Linked DNA regions of Anser cygnoides: region 2 is linked to region 1. A link is a contact called in public Hi-C data. All regions are on one chromosome and are shown on one strand. Each heading gives the region's core, a stretch centred on a gene start, on an enhancer-like site or on the middle of the called end of the contact. The rest is flanking DNA. Distances are from core to core; before and after follow the strand shown. Region 1 overlaps NOD1 (nucleotide binding oligomerization domain containing 1). Region 2 holds the start of ZNRF2 (zinc and ring finger 2).

The links. Hi-C and Micro-C count contacts between places; a contact is called where the count stands out from the background.
Region 2: a Hi-C map of liver shows a contact between it and region 1, with 2.7 times the contacts expected there. The contact joins the promoter of ZNRF2 here to the enhancer-like site in region 1. A contact is called at or near these places in 5 of 7 Hi-C or Micro-C datasets (fetal liver, granulosa cells and liver).

Annotation. Positions count from the first base shown.
Region 1 is chr2:45,029,942-45,034,990 of Taihu_goose_T2T_genome, forward strand. NOD1 (nucleotide binding oligomerization domain containing 1) reads left to right here. Exons shown (of 11, transcript XM_048078005.2): 11 at 1-135. ZNRF2 (zinc and ring finger 2) reads right to left here. Exons shown (of 5, transcript XM_048077988.2): 5 at 3,751-5,049. Among named protein-coding and RNA genes, the nearest start is that of NOD1, 31 kb to the left of the region's middle. Within about 2 kb of position 1,785, at least 3 of the 3 cell types and tissues checked have open chromatin away from gene starts, as enhancers often do. A contact at or near this core is called in fetal liver and liver, where this site is marked.
Region 2 is chr2:45,092,174-45,097,494 of Taihu_goose_T2T_genome, forward strand. It overlaps ZNRF2 (zinc and ring finger 2), which reads right to left and starts at 1,789. Exons shown (of 5, transcript XM_048077988.2): 1 at 917-1,789. The coding sequence starts at 1,427. It overlaps LOC106046650 (a long non-coding RNA gene), which reads left to right and starts at 1,981. Exons shown (of 4, transcript XR_010829245.1): 1 at 1,981-2,189; 2 at 2,711-2,816.

The DNA.
Region 1 (5,049 bases), core at 535-3,034:
TGTTTACTGGAACACAGACACAACTGTAACTTTTTTAAGACTTGCTTGTAATTTGTGAAGACGTTCTCTGTATGCAGCATTATGTTTTTTCTACTTGTCTGCTGTGATAATAAACAGCTTTTTAAAGAACTCCAACAGGCTGCCTGCAAGTTCTTTGGCTTTGCTGAAGCAGTGTCAAGCAGACACTTGGCTAGCTCAAGACAGAAACGTGACAGCCTAATTCTGGCTGCCGAAGCCAGCGAAGAGCTGTCACAGCTGGAGAAGGGTGCTCACAAGGGACCGCTGAGGCAGCGAGTGCAGCCCGGTCACAGCACTGAAGGAAACCTCGAGCGACTCAGGGGTACGTACAGCAGCTCTGCTGCCAGGCCTGCTGCAGGAGCACGCTGTGCTCCACGCACTGCTGGGGTGAACTCCTGCTGGTGGGAGCGTGCACCACGCGTGTTTGGCCGGTGCGAGCGGCGTGCAAGCACTGGCAGTGATGGGATAACACAGCAGCCCTTGAGAGATCCGTTGCAACGCCGTGGTTTCACACTCTGGTCACACACCGCCAGCGCTTTGGGAAAGGATGAGTCGCTGAGAGTTTCGTGTGCTAGCTGGGTGCTAGAACTGTGTCTCCAGCCATCAGAAGCCATGCTGAGATGGCTCCCATCGCCCTGGCACTGTGCTTGCACGCCAGGTGTTGTGGTGGCTGGTCCCTGAGCACACACGAGGGTTTGCTGTGTGCTGGCAGCACAGGGCTGCAGAGCGTGTGGGGGGGGCCCTGGCAGCCCAGCAGAGCTGCTCGCTTGCTCGGCCATGCGTGGAGCCACGGACTTCTCAACTGATAAAAACAGTTCTTAGAAGCAAAAAGCGGCAGCTGCGCATGAAAGAGTTGAGTCTTGCTTCAGAAGGTAGAAACAGAATACCAGGACCGAGCTGGAAGAAAACGGAGGCCAGGCTGGGAGCTGCCTTGTGCACTCCGGGACTCAGATGTGCCACACAGCAGAGCCCTCACACACAGCCCTTCCTGCCAGCCCCTAGGGGCCTGAAGGCGAACAGAGGGATGGTTTTTGTGCGAGCTGAGCACCACCGGCCAGCTGTGTGCAGTGCAGATGAGCCTGGAGTCAGGCATCTTCATGGAGAACGGTGCCCACAATGTGGCCACTTCCATCAGCGCAGAGGAGTGACCGCAGCCGGGACCAAACCAGCCCTTGCACAGAGCCTGTCCCTCTCTGCGGGCTGGCTCTTGTGGAGAAGAGCACCAGAGCTCAAGCCCTAGCAAACCCTTTGCAAACAACTAAATTACGCCCCGCCGCTTGCGTCCTGGGCTTCAGCCTGCACACAGGAGGCAGCAACTTAATCAGCTGCGAAAGCCTCGTGAGCCGCAGACTTGGAGCTCGTGGACTGGCACAAATGAAGCCGTCAAGTGTTCATGCCCCCGCTACCTGCCAGCCTCTTTAATCCTGAATTTAGCAGATGTGAATCCTGGCACGGGTGACTTGAGCTTTCCTTCTAACAAGCCACCGGTCCGCTGGGGCAGAGGAGGAGACCCCACTGCAGCATGGCCCCGTGGTGGGACTTTCTGGTCGGCGACGGAGCCAGTCCGGGGCAGACAGAGACTTTGTTCCTTTCCTTTTCCTAGCATTTGAAGCCTGCTTAAAGAATCAGCGAGGAAGGGAGGGGAGGAGACAAATGTCTTGGTTAAAATTTAAACGCATGTTCAGACAAAGAAATCTGTAGCCAGGGTGAAAAGGAAAAGCAGGGCAGGAGCCTGACACAGAGCGTGACTCAAAATGCAGGGGGCTGAGCCCGGAGAGGCACCAAGCACCTGCAGCTCCCACCGCGCTCAGCTGAGGGCCCTTCCCCGGGCTTTTAACGTCTGCCTCCCCTATTCTCTCGCCTTTACGAGGAGTGAGTCATCTTGCGTCAACCGACGATGGGCTTCATACAATTATTTATTTATGTCAAACCCTCCTCCCTGCCCCCACGCGTCCCTGATCTCATCCCCCTCAGAAAACAGACGCTTTATTAAGCGAGGCCTGGAAAACCCTGTCCCGCTCAGCTTCTGCGAGGGCTGCCCGTTGTCCGGGCGTGAGCAGGGTCCTGCTGCGGACGTGGGCACCTTTCTGGACGTGGGCACCTCTCCCCCCAAGGGGGCACAGGGCCAGGTCCGTGACCGAGCTGCTGGAGGAGCACGCGGGGCTCCAGCCTGCACCCGCTTGGGCACGGACATGGCTCCTCACGGGTAGTGCTGGAAGGAGCACGAGGCCCTTCAGCTCAGGGCACTGAGAACCCCAGGGGAGAGAAAACATCCCTGTTTAGCTGCAGCTGCTGAAGGAGACCCTCCCTGCTCCCTCCTTGCTCCTTGGCCACGAGTTTTGCTCCCCTTGCTGCTTCAAGGGACACCACATCCAGAAGCAAATGCTGGCCATGCCCGTGTCAGGCCCCGCACACACACAGTGGCTCACAGCAGAGCCGTGAGGTGAACGCGATACCAACTGGCTCCACAGATCTATGTTTCACACTCCAAATCCCGCACCTACTGAAACGGACTCATTTCCAGCGGATTTTCCTGACGCGAGGCCAAGCCCGGCGCTAACTAATTAGCGACTGCTCCCATAATACAGCTCCCATTTCACATGCCCAAGACAGAGGAGGAAAACGTATGAATTACTGGCAGTGAAGGAGAATTCAGGCTTCCCAGAAGGCAATCAGGAGAAAAAAAAAAAAGAAAGTTACACTAGGAAGAGATAGGAACATGTTCCTTAGTAACTACATCCAACTGTCTTGCTGCGGACTCAATTCACGCATTAAACCCCTCATCTCCCAAGGAGAGAGCTGCAAGCGTTGTAAACTCTTGCCAGGCTTTAACAAGGGGCTGAGCGACCCCAGCCGCTCCAGAAGGATGCTCTCACAGGCAGAGCAAAGCGAGGAAGGACAGCCAGCCTCGGAAACATCTTGCCACCATGCTGATGGCCCGGCTGGGAGCAGCACCCGCTGGGTTGAGCTGACACGCGGCCATATGAAGGTGCTTCCTGCCTGCAGGGCAAACTCCTTTCGTTTTCACCACCCACGCATGTAACGCGCTCCGGTTCTGCTCAGAGCACCCACAGCTCGTTCCCTGACTGGGACTGGGGGGGAATCCAACGCCTCCCCCAGCAGCTCCTCTGCCTCGGGCTCGCTGCTTTCCAGCGGGGGCCACGGGTCCCCGGAGACGTGGAGTAATGACGGGGTCGGGCCTTCAGCGCCCACAGCTGCCCACCCCACTGCACGCAGCGCCGGAGGCAACGCCGACGAGTTGGGTAGCTGCGGTCCCCTTTGGAGGCAATGAAAAAAAAGAGGGGGAGCAGTTTCGTGTGTGCTTTGTGTTGGTTTTGAGTTGTGTTGTTTTTTAAGCTGCCCACATGAATTTTCCATCTCCAGACCTGGCTGGTCTTGAAGGCCTCCATGTCTGCGAAGAATTGCTGCAGGAGACATCAACCGGCAGGCCGCCAGCTCTGAGCTAGCAGGATGAGGGCCTGCCGTGCAGCAGGCCCCACGAGGGGCAGAGGGGCTCTGACAGCCTTAAGGCTGGCCCCGGGGGTCGAGATCCCCACCTGCAGGGCCTCAGACAGACAGGAGGGCCCGCTGCCCTTCGAGCTGGGTCTACACGTTTCTCTTCCTCCATTTTCGGTTTGGCCTGTAGCACAGACACATGGCAGCTCTGCTCCACCACGGCAGTGCCTCATCCAATACTTTACAACCAAAATCACCTGAAAGTGTGAAGAAAACTGTGCTTCAAAAGATTTATTACATATATTTGTACATATTTTACATGAATGGAATGTTAACATACAACCTAAAAATCAATAAAAAAATATTTTCATTCATGATTATGTACTGGCAGACCATTGAAAAGAGTACCTCAGAACAACTTAAGTCAACTTGCAATCATACTGCTCAATTAAAAAAAAAAAAATACAAACACGTTTTACATTAGACATTGCAAATTACATTCCGATTTCTGCTCAGGGTAATGAAGGAAGACATCTTGTCCATTACCACTGCACGTACGTGTGGCATCCCAGGAGCTAGCACCGCGCTCTGTGGGCAGGGTTAGCTCTGTGGGGAGAGGCGTAGGGAAGGGGGAACACAGACTGCACTCTCTAGCAGCAGGTACGCCTGCCAAATGGTAAGGGAGAGCTAGAATGAGACTCTCAGTCAAGTAAGAAGGTGAATGCTGGATCACCGCAGCTTTTAAAATTAAGCAGTTCCTTAAAGCAACCCCCCGGCAGCTGAGCCACCTCCTTTCTTCCTTGAAAGTTGGAGTACTTTGGCAATATCAGCTGGAAGAGAAATTCTGACTGTGCAGCAATGAATACTTCAGCTTCATCTTAATACATACAGGAAGATCACAGAATCTCTAGGTCTCTTCCTGTTAGCATTTCACACCTTGGGAGCTCGTGACCAGTTATGTGGAGAAGTGTTTACTATTACGTGTAACAAATTAGCAAAGAAAAGGGCAGATTCGAGGGAAAAACAAGAGGAACAGGATTCAGCAACAGATTATGTACTTGCAACATTGGGTTACTTACATTTGAAACTCTGCCAGTATCGAGCAAATCCTACTTATCATTGCAAAATCTTTGCCAAAGCACACTCAAGGGCAAAAGTCTCTCAAACAAACATAAATAGATTAAAAGCTGCCAGAAGGATCGGCAGCTAGCTGGCTTGCTGCCTTCCAGTTATTGTACTCTGGCAACCTATTAGATCAATGCCAGAGCCACGTCCAACCTTTTCCAGGTGCAGGATATTCCCGCAACGCTTTATCTGAGCAAGTCTTCAGCAACTGGTAACGCTGTACAACGAGGTCATTTTATGGTTTGCCCCATCATCAGCTCTGACGCATTTAAGTAAGAAATTACGTTCCAGAACACTATACAGTGGGCTGGGCAGCCAAGCAGACTGGGTAGGGCAGCACTCAGAAGATAACCAAATGCAACTTGAGAGAGTCAAGACTGTTTTTTTGTTTTTTGTTCCCACCCAGTAGGCTAAAAGATCTTCAGTTTGATTTTAGAAACAAGTTAATTA
Region 2 (5,321 bases), core at 539-3,038, 62 kb after region 1:
ACCAGCGATGGATGGTGGCAGGCACGTGACAGCAGCCCTGCGCTCCCCGCAAGGCTCAGACCGAAGGCACTCTAGCCTTGGCTACCAACAGGTCGTGTTACAGCAGAGACGAAAACCCAGTCCGCTACAGACAGTATTGACAAATCCATTAATTGGAATACAACAATGGGGGAATTACACATTAACCCCCCACCTTCCAAAAATAAAGCTTTTTTTTTTTTGAGGCTGGTTGGTATTTAGACAGGTTATAACGCATATCTTCTCTGATATGCATTAGATTTATGGAAAGAGTGAATCCATTAAAAAGAGGTCACCTTGGACCTTAATGTTTGACTTGTATGAACAATAACCTTTAAATAAGCAGTACCGAAAGCAGTCAGCAACTTCCGTGCAGGTTTTTAACTTCAAGGTAAAGAACCCAGGTGGTGAAACGCAAGCCTTCCACCAGCGCTATTCATCTAAACATCGCAGGAAAGACAAAAAGACCGCTACAACTCGCTCTGGGTTTAGTGTGAGTCTTTAGAGGGCCCCTGCTTTTTGGTGAATTCAGAGCGGCTTCGCCTCCTGCCTCGACACCACGCGGTCCCGTCTCTGCAGGCGGCTCTTCGGAGCCGCGGACAGCTCTGCTGCCCAGCCGCTCTCCTCTTTTAGAGGGGGGGAAATAAATGCAGAAACTTTTTGAACTTCTCTTTTCCCTCGCCTTCCTCAGGGCCGAGAACTCCAAAAGAGGAACGAGCTGATACCAACCGGTGCCTAGAGAGTGTTCGGGGCCGGTTTGAGAATAAACGGCGGAGGCACATGATCCAATTAAACTCTAATTATGTAAGTAGCAGGCAAGAGTATTTACACAGGCACCGATTAAAGCCCCGAGCCGCCGGCCAGGCAGGCTGCGCTTCCCCCCGCCCCGTGCCCTTACCTCCGAACAGGTGCGGCGAGAGGTGCGCGGGCAGCGAGCCGATGACGAGCCGGGGCCCCCCGGAGCCACCACCGGAGCCACCACCGGAGCCTCCTCCGCCGCCGCCACCACCACCACCCCCGGGGGCCCGCTCCCGGCCGCCCTCCTCCGGGGTGCTGCTGACCGAGTCCTGCGAGCCGTAGGGGCCGCTGCTGTGAGGGATGCTGAAGGCGGACTGCGCGGCGCGGGCCCCCGCGGCGGTGGCGGCGCCTCCCAGGGACCGGCTGCGGGGCGCCGACCCCGCGGCTCCCCCCGAGGCCGCCGCTGCCGCCGCCGAGCCGCCGGGAGCGGCGTGAGGAGCCGCCGGCGCCGCCAGGTGCGCGGACCGCCCGCCGCCGCCCGCCGCCCGCCCGCCGGTGCCGTTAGCGCCGCCGCCGCCGCTGCTGGAGGAGGAGGAGGAGGGCAGGTCCCCGCCCGAGTACGCCCGGGTGCGGCCGTTGGCGGCGGTCGGGCTGCTCTGCTTCGCCCCCATGGTCCCGCCGCTGCCCTTCGCCGCCGCCGCCGCCTTCCCGGGGGCGCTGGGAGTCCGGCCCCGGCGGGGGCGCTGCGAGGCGCGGGGAGGGGAGAGGGCGAGCTCGGCGGCTCGGCGCGGAGAGGGGAGAGCCGCCCGCCGCGATCCGGCTCAGCGGGCGGCCCCGGCGCGGCCGCTGCTCGCGGCTCCGCGGCGCCACCATGAGCTGCTCGGCACGGCGCTGGCTCCCCCAGAGCGGCGGCACGGACCCGCCGCCGCTGCTGCTGCTGCTGCTGCTGCTGTCGCTGCCGTCCCCGCTGCCGCTACCGCCGCCATCCTCCGCCGCCGAGCTCTGAGGGGGGCACCGGCGGCAGCAGCGCCGGCCCCGAGGCCGCCCGCCCAGCGCCGTGTGCCTGTGGCGAGGGAGGCGGGACGGGGCGGGCACGGCGGCGCAGCCGCTCCTCCGCCGTGTGTCGCCATGCTGGGGGCGGCACCGGGCGGCGGGACGGGCACGGCGACGGGGAGGGAGCGTGGGGGCCGGCTCCACGCGCCGGGACTCTGCTCCCCTCAGCAGCCGCCGCCTCACGCACCCCGAAGCCCCCCCCCCCCCCCCCAAGGGGCCGCGGCCGGCTGAGGAAAACTCCCCTTGTTATCCCCAAGAGCTGTGCCCGGGCAGGGACTGACCCCAAGGGCTGGCCCTGTGAATTGTTCCCCTGGGGGTAACAGGCTCCGTTTGCTCACCGCGGAACAATTCGAGGCAAAATGTTGCTTTGTTCTTCACCGGTACGTGATGCTGAGCGTCGTGTGCCTTGAATGTGTACAAGCGTGATTCCTGCCACCAGTCGTCCGGGGTGAGCTGCTTGTTTTTACGGGTTGCTGCCTGCCGTCAGGTGCGGTATGTCGCCGCGGAGCAGTGCTACACACCACCCCGGGACTCGGCCCCGCAGTCTCGGTAGCGTTTCCAGCTGCGTTCACGCCGAGATCACCACGGCACGGCACCCATGGTATTTTACAATTAACACAGCAAAAGAGATCAGCACCTTAATTCATATACAAAGCATTACTCTGCTGCTTCTGAGAACGCTCGCTCTCAGACGCGAATAGGCGCAGAGGCCTCCCTTTTCCCCCTCCTTTCCCCATCTCCATTACAGCTGCGTGCAGCAGGACCTGGTGCTTAGGGACATGGTTTAGTGGGTGACACTGGTAGTAGGGTGGTGGTTGGACCAGCTGATCTTGGAGGTCTTTTCAAACCTTAATGATTCTATGGTTCTATGATTTATTTATTTATTTTGACATTACTGCAGCTCACAGTTCAGTTTGCAAGAGGTACCACCGCTTGGGATGGAGGAGGAGGTTACCAACACTAACTACTCATTCCCGCACCAGTTTCCTGGATGGCTGAGCCACTTTGTGAGTAATCCGAACCCTGTTTAGAAGATCCTGCTGTAAACTGTTGCTGGTTTCAGTACAAGGCAGCAATTCCACAGCTGTCTCATGAACAGATTGTTCCCCGACAGAGCTGGGGTCGATAATGTGCTGTCCCATGCTATGCCATCCCTGCTTGTGAATGATGAGCTGCAGTCTCTGCTAGCAGGGGCAGATACCCCAAGGTAGACCAAGCATGGACACTTTCTAGCTCAGTTTCCTAAAGAAAAAAAAGAAAGTGTGGTCGTTCTATCTGCTATACCGCTAGCTCCTTTTGAAACCCTTGGACAGCTTGAGCCAAATCTCTCAGAGATGCCAACGATATAGGAAGCAACCAGTCATTCAGAACTACCTTCTACATGACAGAGGTCCTATTAATGTTCCCACAGAAGGAAAAGCTACAATAGGAGTAGTTGCTTGATCCCAAGAATCCAGATGGGGAAAGGATGTTGCCGCTGTGACTGATAATTTCTGCCACTCACAGAATGCTCATTGCATGTTTAGCCCTATTGGAGAAGGTTTAGAGGACAATGTGCTAATAGATTCATGGAGTTCTTAAAATTCCCACTAGTGAGTAGTAGTGAAGCTGGCTGGTAGGATAAACAGCATTTTGAAAATACTGCATTGCTAGACAGTACCACAGTACCGTCTGTAATTTCCTTACAGTGATTCTAAGAGTTGAGCAGGTATTAAATACAGATTTTATTTGGCTATGACTAACCTTTTATTCAGTTTAGAATTAAATAGTAAAGCCTATGGGGGGAAAAAAAGCCCTCAAGACATCCAAAGAGTTATTCAGTGTTACAGTCAGCAAATTACCTTTAACAGCACAGAATATTTCATAGAAGAGAAGTCAGCTGCAGAAAGCAAGTCACAACAGCAGGACAGCTCTGTCTCCTTCTCAGAGAGCAGGGATATTCCCACTCAGATGTGATTTTCTTTCTTTTCTTCCATTGGCTTCCATGCATTTCAGGCATTTAAGTTTAACATTTGCAGATCTCTCACTATCAAGTGTGAATCTAAACAGGATACTTACCTCAGAGAATGCCTACATCTTTAGAAAAGCGATGTGGCATGCTTCTGAGCCAGCTTTCTCCCCTCCATCCTTCCTGGTCCCTCTTATAAATGATTGAATAGAATTTCTTCTGCCTATGGAAAGTTGCTCTCTATAGCCAATAGTACAGTTAGGTTTTCAAACTAATGTTTCTTCTAACAAATGACTCTACAAGCACTAAGTCCTGTAGAGGCAAGTACCTGGCACTGTAGCTTCCACACATTTGTTCATTAATATGCTCCAGAAGTAGTTTGCATAAAATTTTCAATTTCCTACCCAGCACAGAAAATAATCATTGGCAAGAGGAAACAGTGCAAAGAGAAAGCAGAACATATTGCTGCTGACCAAATTTCCATAGATCTCTGGGACTCAGCAGAAAGTACATAGTTGTATGAAAATTAACTTCCACGGGCCTACGTGGATGAATGCTGTTATTATTCCTGTAGAAACATATCTAGGGAATCTTATTCATAATTAAATAAGCATGAAATAGGAACTAACCTTGTTCCTTGTCCAGGATACTGGAAAAAATACTGGTTTAGACAGGCAAATACACTTGCTGTTCTTTGTTGTAAGCTGTATACCTCCATTTTAGTTCTGGTTACATTACCTTGTCTATCAGCAAGTGAAAATAATAAGCTTGTTTCTTCACCAGTTTCCTTAAAAATACCAAGTGGCAGGTGTGCCCTAAGAACACAAAATTGGCTATAAGCTCATAACATTGCACATCTTGGAAACTGTGCTGATAAATGGAACAAGGTCTGAATTTTGGTTAACGCTGAGCTGTGCTGATGGATCATCCTCCCTCTCCCCTCCTGCTCACTTCTTCGGTGGCTTTTACAGGGTGACTACAATAGCTTTTCAAGCAAAGTTTCGTCTCTGGCAAAAGCATCTGACCCTGGACTGAAAAAGTCAGCCAGAAGTTCAAACTGTGCTCAGAGTTAATCAGGTAGTCCTTTTTGAAGGACAGTGGCTGAAAAAACAATAGCAAATACTCGTAACATAGAGTTTAATTTTCTAGTAACTAAGATTCACTCCTAGTAGGGCATGGGGAAACTAGATTTGCTGTTCAGGTACTGAACTAGGGGTGCATGCTGTGGTTGGAAAAGATCAGTGAGGTTTTTATATTACTGTACGTTTCAGGTGTTTAAAATAAATCGCACTGCACAACACCTCTCCACAGATACTGAAAGTAATGTTCAGTTGCTCACACAGAAAGCAAAACAGAACTGTTTCATCCCTCTCAAATACGAATTTTGTAAAATTCACATGCCTTGCACCTGCAGGTTGTTTAAGCCATCTGGCTGACCAAACTGTCCTCAGGTATGTTCACACCTCTATGCTAAAGGAAAAAGGCCCTGTATTGTCCCTGGCAGTACAACTATGAATTACACATAAGTCTATTGTAGGCATCTTTTTATGATGCATTTTGATAT